Linked DNA regions of Zea mays: region 1 is linked to region 2. A link is a contact called in public Hi-C data. All regions are on one chromosome and are shown on one strand. Each heading gives the region's core, a stretch centred on a gene start, on an enhancer-like site or on the middle of the called end of the contact. The rest is flanking DNA. Distances are from core to core; before and after follow the strand shown. Region 1 has its middle 63 kb from the start of LOC100383747. Region 2 holds the start of LOC103640618 (Core-2/I-branching beta-16-N-acetylglucosaminyltransferase family protein).

Region 1 (2,700 bases), core at 20-2,519, 380 kb after region 2:
CTTTTAGCCAGACTTCTCCAATCCAATCTCAGTTGAATTAACAAGATTCCTACCACTTAGATAATATGTTAGTATCCAAAAAACAATTTACTAAGGCCGGGGACATACCTTGATTCTTTGATATGCATCTTTCAACCACTTAGCACTTATGAACTAAAGTAGTTTGTGTTGGTCATCTAATCACCAAAACATTTATAGAAATGGCGCAAAGGCACATTTCCCTTTCAAAGATTACTTGCACCATTTTGATTCACATGATGGTTTGTTGTGGCAACCAACGCAAGGTATGTCCCCTTAAGATGAAGACTCTGTGTAGAGGCGACAATACAGAATGCCGAAACTCAATGGCTTCAGCCCAGACCAAGCAGAGAAGGAAAAAAGACTAGATGGACCTTATTAGTTTTAGTTACTTGTAAACAAATGTTCAAGGGCATGAATGTAATTTTACCCGGACTCGTCCCGTGCATATAAATAAATGAATAGTACCCCGTACTGTTCACGGTGGATTGTAATCGCTCTTGCGTCGTTCTCGCTCTCCCACCTTCCGGCAGCCGAAGGTACCATTGTAATATGAATATTGTTAATGTTTATTAATGTTTAATGAATATAAATGAATCATAAATATATAACAAATATTATCTTCATTCCTCCGTATTATTTCATTTTATTACTTATATTCATGTTTATATTGTAAAATGAATATTCATGTTTATATTGTAAAATGATAAATGTGTGTCCTTCATGACCTTCGTCTGAAGATCATTATATCCGAGAGGAAATAATGTTCTGAAGCACGAAGGTCTTCAACCATTAACAATTGTGTTGCATTGTTCTTTATTAATAGCATTTGAGAACAAATGAAAAACAAAGGTATATTGTAATTCCTTTAAAACTCCCATCTTTCCATCTAACATGTACATAGAGACTAGTTAATAGATGAATAATGCAACTTCTAGTTCTAGGTCATATACTCATATGCGACTATGCGTCTTCATTTCTCGTCTGAACCCTTATGGTGTCAATGTAAAAAAAACTTACGTTTAATCACGAGGCGTGAAACTGACCCTAATGTCTCATTTAGGCCCTAAACGTTCAATTAAACGCTAGGTGAACATTTGAACCCATAGATGACGAAGAAAACAGAGGAGAAACGTGGGTATGATTGCAAAATGGTTTGTTTAGGTGTGATTTCCCTTGCCCTCGGCTCGACCTTTGGTGCAGGATCAAGCACGTAGCCGGAGTAGGGGTGGTGCGCCATGGAGCGGAGGGCTGTAGGGCCTTAGCAGCTTAGGGCACGTGTTGGGCTGTAGTGGCATGGGCCAGGAAAGAGTAGTCCGATGTCTGTATTCCTTATTTTCTTTTTTTTTCTGTTTGTCTTCCTTGTTTTTTTTTTCTGTTTCTTATACTTTTATATTTATTAAACACATACGTTTAATCTACGTTTGCTCTGTCTAACTGTTGGGCGAAGGCATTGTATGGTGTTGAAAGTATTGATGGAACTTTTCCTTTTTGTCTTATGGAGCATGGTAAGATAATTTACACATGAATCCAACTATACTATCTAATGAGAATACATTCCAGTTTCTTTTCTTTTCTCTTGGAGAGAGAGCAATATTGTCATGTGGTTTGGATACGGCATCAAACATAATAACACTGCGGAAGCAGAGCAATCTAGCTTCTGATCACTCTGATGATAAAACTACCCTTACGAGAGACCTACAGTAGTATAGTATTATAGCATTGGAACATTCACGTACTGTTTCTTCTTAGCAACATCTTATGCTAATTGTGGCTGCTATTTTATTCTAGTTGGATTGCAGAGCCATTTATCCTAACTAAGCATGCTGTAATCATTTGTGTAGGATGAATCTCACTTAACTTGACCGGCCCAAAACAAGGACTTGCATTGATAAGTAGTTCGTATGTTGAGACTAATCTGATTATCAAAGGTGATGAGAAGCAGCAGGACAGAGAGCTCAGTAAGGCCTTGTTCGTTTATATTGGATTGCACCCGGAATCGTTCCAGCTAAGGGCTTGTTCGTTTGTTCAGGAATGGACTTGGAATTGTTCCAGCTAATCAAAACTTATATAATTTAGAGAAGAAAACCAGCTAGGAATTGTTCTAGCCCTCCATTCCGTGAAAACCGAACGTCACCTAAGGGCTTGTTCGTTTTGGTGATAATCCACATGTATTGGCTGGGATTGAGCCGGTTTAAATCCATAACAAGTCAAAATTCATCCCAATCCCACTCAATACACTCCAATACACATGTAATATCAATAACCGAACAAGCCCTAATTAATGTTTATATAAATTAGAGAAGCAATCCGGTTAGAAATCGTTCCGACCCACCAATCCGGCACAAACGAACAAAGCCTAAAGGAGTCTTAGAGATTCCAGGCACGGAACGGGCGAGTGTTGAAGGGATGTGAAGGAGGAGCTGCTGCTAACTTTTGCTGCCTTTACTGAGGATGGGGAAATTGCGAGGCGCATTAAGTGTACTCCAAAGCTCAACGGTTCATCACGGTATGAAGCCACCGTTGGTTCTGTCGTGCTGCACGCGAACGTTGTATGGTCGATAATTGATTTCTGAGACAAGGCAGAGTCTGTAGCTAGTGTTATCGTTCTGGACTGGGCATTGTCTTGTGTAACTGGGGTAATACTATGTCCGATTAGGCCTGCTAGTTATGTCAATAACC
Region 2 (2,700 bases), core at 95-2,594:
GCGCGAACATGTGTGAGTACGTGCCGTTGGACTTCGGCCTCCTGAGGTCCCTGATGAGGTCGGCGGACACCTCCTCCGGCCGGTACGTGCGCGGGTGGCCGTCGAAGGAGCCGGTCCAGTTGACGCTGGTGAGCGAGAACCCGGCGCACCCGGCGGGGTCCAGCATGTCCAGCAGCGTCGGGAAGTAGTGCTCCTCCGGGTAGCACGAGCGCCGCCTCTCGACGAGGCAGGGCAGCCGGAACTTGCCCCACAGCCGCCTGTCCCCGACCACCGCCACGGCGTGCCGTCTGGCGAGCACGAAGAACTGGGACCCGACGCGGAAGCTCTCGAACGGAACCTCGGGGACCATGGCGCCGTCGCCGCGCGCGCTGTACCGGTCGCGCAGCGTGGGCGCGGCGCCGAGGACCTCGATGAAGCTGCGGTGATTGGGGTCGGCGGCGAGCGCGCGGTGGAGGGCGGGAAAAGGGCGTAGCGGGACGCAGGACTGGGATAGCAGCGCGAAGAAGCGGTTGGCCGGGTCGTCGAGCAGCGCGGCGGCGATGAGGCGGCGCGCGGCGGAGATGAGCGTGGCGGAGGCCCGCTGCGTGGCCTTGCTGCCCCGCACCACGCGGCCGTGGAAGGAGCGCGCGGAGGGCGGGAGGCTGAGCGGGGTGGATGGGTCCGCGTGGACGTAGATGTTGAGCAGGCCGTGGTTCCCCGCGAAGTACTTCTCCCAGAGCGGCGCGAAGGCGAGGCCCGAGTTGGTCAGGAACAGGAACGCCACCTTCTGCTTCGTTTGCCGGTGGGCGGAGGAGGAGGAGGAGGAGGAGAGGAGCACGGCGCGGCGGAACAGCGCCAGGTCCTCCGCCTCGTCGGCGTCCGGGATCGCCGGGAGCGTGCGGGGCGGGACGAGGCGCGGCTCCAGGAAGAAGACGAAGACGGCCGGGACGAAGAGCAGAAGCATGTACGGCGGCGGCATCGTCGGCCTTGCGGCCGACCGAGGCCTCTGGCTCAGCTCAGGCGGTCAGGCCAGGAGGGGTGATGAAGGAACGACGAGGAGGAAATTTGGCGCAAATGGGGAAGTGAATTGCTGTGAGCTACCGTCATTATTACAGTATAATATACTTATAGGGCTGAGCATAGCCGGTTTATGGAAGGCATTTATAGGTGGCAAGCACGATTACAGGTGATCCAATTCCAACCAAGCGTGTTTATGGCACGTCGGCGGCGGAGAACGCGGGCATGCATGGGTCAAGAAACGGAGGGGGGAGGAAAGCGGAGGTAGGAGTGGTCGAGTGGAGACTGGAGACGAAGGGTGGGGTGGCGCGTGCTGCATCGGACCCGGATGGACCTGCAGCCCAGGCGAGGCCGCGGCTGGGCGTGAACTTTTACGCGCCCATTAAAACCAAGTCATCAGGCGCCGCGGGGGGGGGGGGGGGGGGGGGGGGGGGGGGGGGGGGGGCGGTTGCTGATGATGCTTCATGCTTGTCATGGCAAAACCCAGTAGGGATGAAAACGGTCGGAAACGGTATTTATTCGGTAATCAGTTTTTTAGTCGTTTTTCTTTGATTGCGAATAAATAGGACATATAATCTACAATACAAATTTGTATTCTTGTTTTTAACATCCAGCTTGTAAAGATTCATAAAAGGTAAACCTCAAATTCATCCTATATTTTCTCAAATAATAGATATAAACTTCGGTATGGATTCGGAAATAAATTCGGTAATTTTTTCAACGTTTCGTGTTGTAGGGAGCAAATAATACATAAAACAATTTGTGTAATATTTTATTCATATGTGTATTAATGTGCTTGATAATATAAGAAAAGATCAACATTAAATTTTATGCATATCTATTTTAAAATATTAAATTTGTTCTAACAGTTCGGATTATCGTTTTCATCCTAAAACCCACACGTCCATCCTGGCTTGCTTCACGTCAATTTTCGATTGCTACATGTCATAAGAAAACAAGGCAACACAAGTTATAAACATTAGAACAGATGGACGAAGGTTCTTATAAAAAGAAATATGAACGAAGTAACATTATATGTTATGAAAATAAGTGATAAAGTACATGACTCATCTCGTATACCTTAACATTTTTATTCTTTCTTTCTTCCTTCGTATCAAATGAAGTTACATACATATCTTCACCTCCGAAGGCTAAGCAAAACGAATCTAAGACTCCCCAAAAAAGTGAATTTATACATGATACCGTTCATCTATTTATAGGAGAGATAAACGGTTTCATATATTATATGTTCATCTATCGATGACATAAGGTCAACACTTTCTTTTATTTTTTCGTTCTTGCCGCTCAAGACTTCATCTTCTTTGTCTTTAAGACTTCGTACTCGAAGCATACCTCACATCAAAGTTGGTGATTTTCAGTCCGCACTTTCGCTACACACTTTTACAGACGAAGCTTCTGTCCCGAAGGCTAGTTTCACCTGTCCTTCGTTTTGTACTGCTTCAACGACAGATCAGCTTCGTCCGCCCTACATCATATACCTAGAATAGGGATGGCAACGAGCATATTTTACCCCACATGCTCGCAGGTAAAAACCCTATAGAGTGCGGGTTTTTGTGTGAGTTTGTACCCACTGGTACGAGTTTGATTCTCAACCCGATGAGTATGAAAATGTTATACCATACCTGCAAATCTATGTACCCGCAATGGATTATATATATATATGGTTATTTGGAGCCCAGTGAT

Evidence for each region. A called contact is a pair of places that touch in the nucleus more often than the background predicts.
Region 1: a Hi-C map of tassel shows a contact between it and region 2, with 3 times the contacts expected there. The contact joins the enhancer-like site here to the promoter of LOC103640618 in region 2. A contact is called at or near these places in 2 of 25 Hi-C or Micro-C datasets (ear and tassel).

What each region holds. Positions count from the first base shown.
Region 1 is chr1:179,502,037-179,504,736 of Zm-B73-REFERENCE-NAM-5.0, forward strand. No RefSeq gene overlaps it. Among protein-coding and RNA genes, the nearest start is that of LOC100383747, 63 kb to the right of the region's middle. Within about 2 kb of position 1,270, at least 10 of the 20 cell types and tissues checked have an H3K27ac peak or open chromatin away from gene starts, as enhancers often do. A contact at or near this core is called in ear and tassel, where this site is marked.
Region 2 is chr1:179,121,886-179,124,585 of Zm-B73-REFERENCE-NAM-5.0, forward strand. It overlaps LOC103640618 (Core-2/I-branching beta-16-N-acetylglucosaminyltransferase family protein), which reads right to left and starts at 1,345. Exons shown (of 1, transcript XM_008664034.3): 1 at 1-1,345. The coding sequence starts at 958.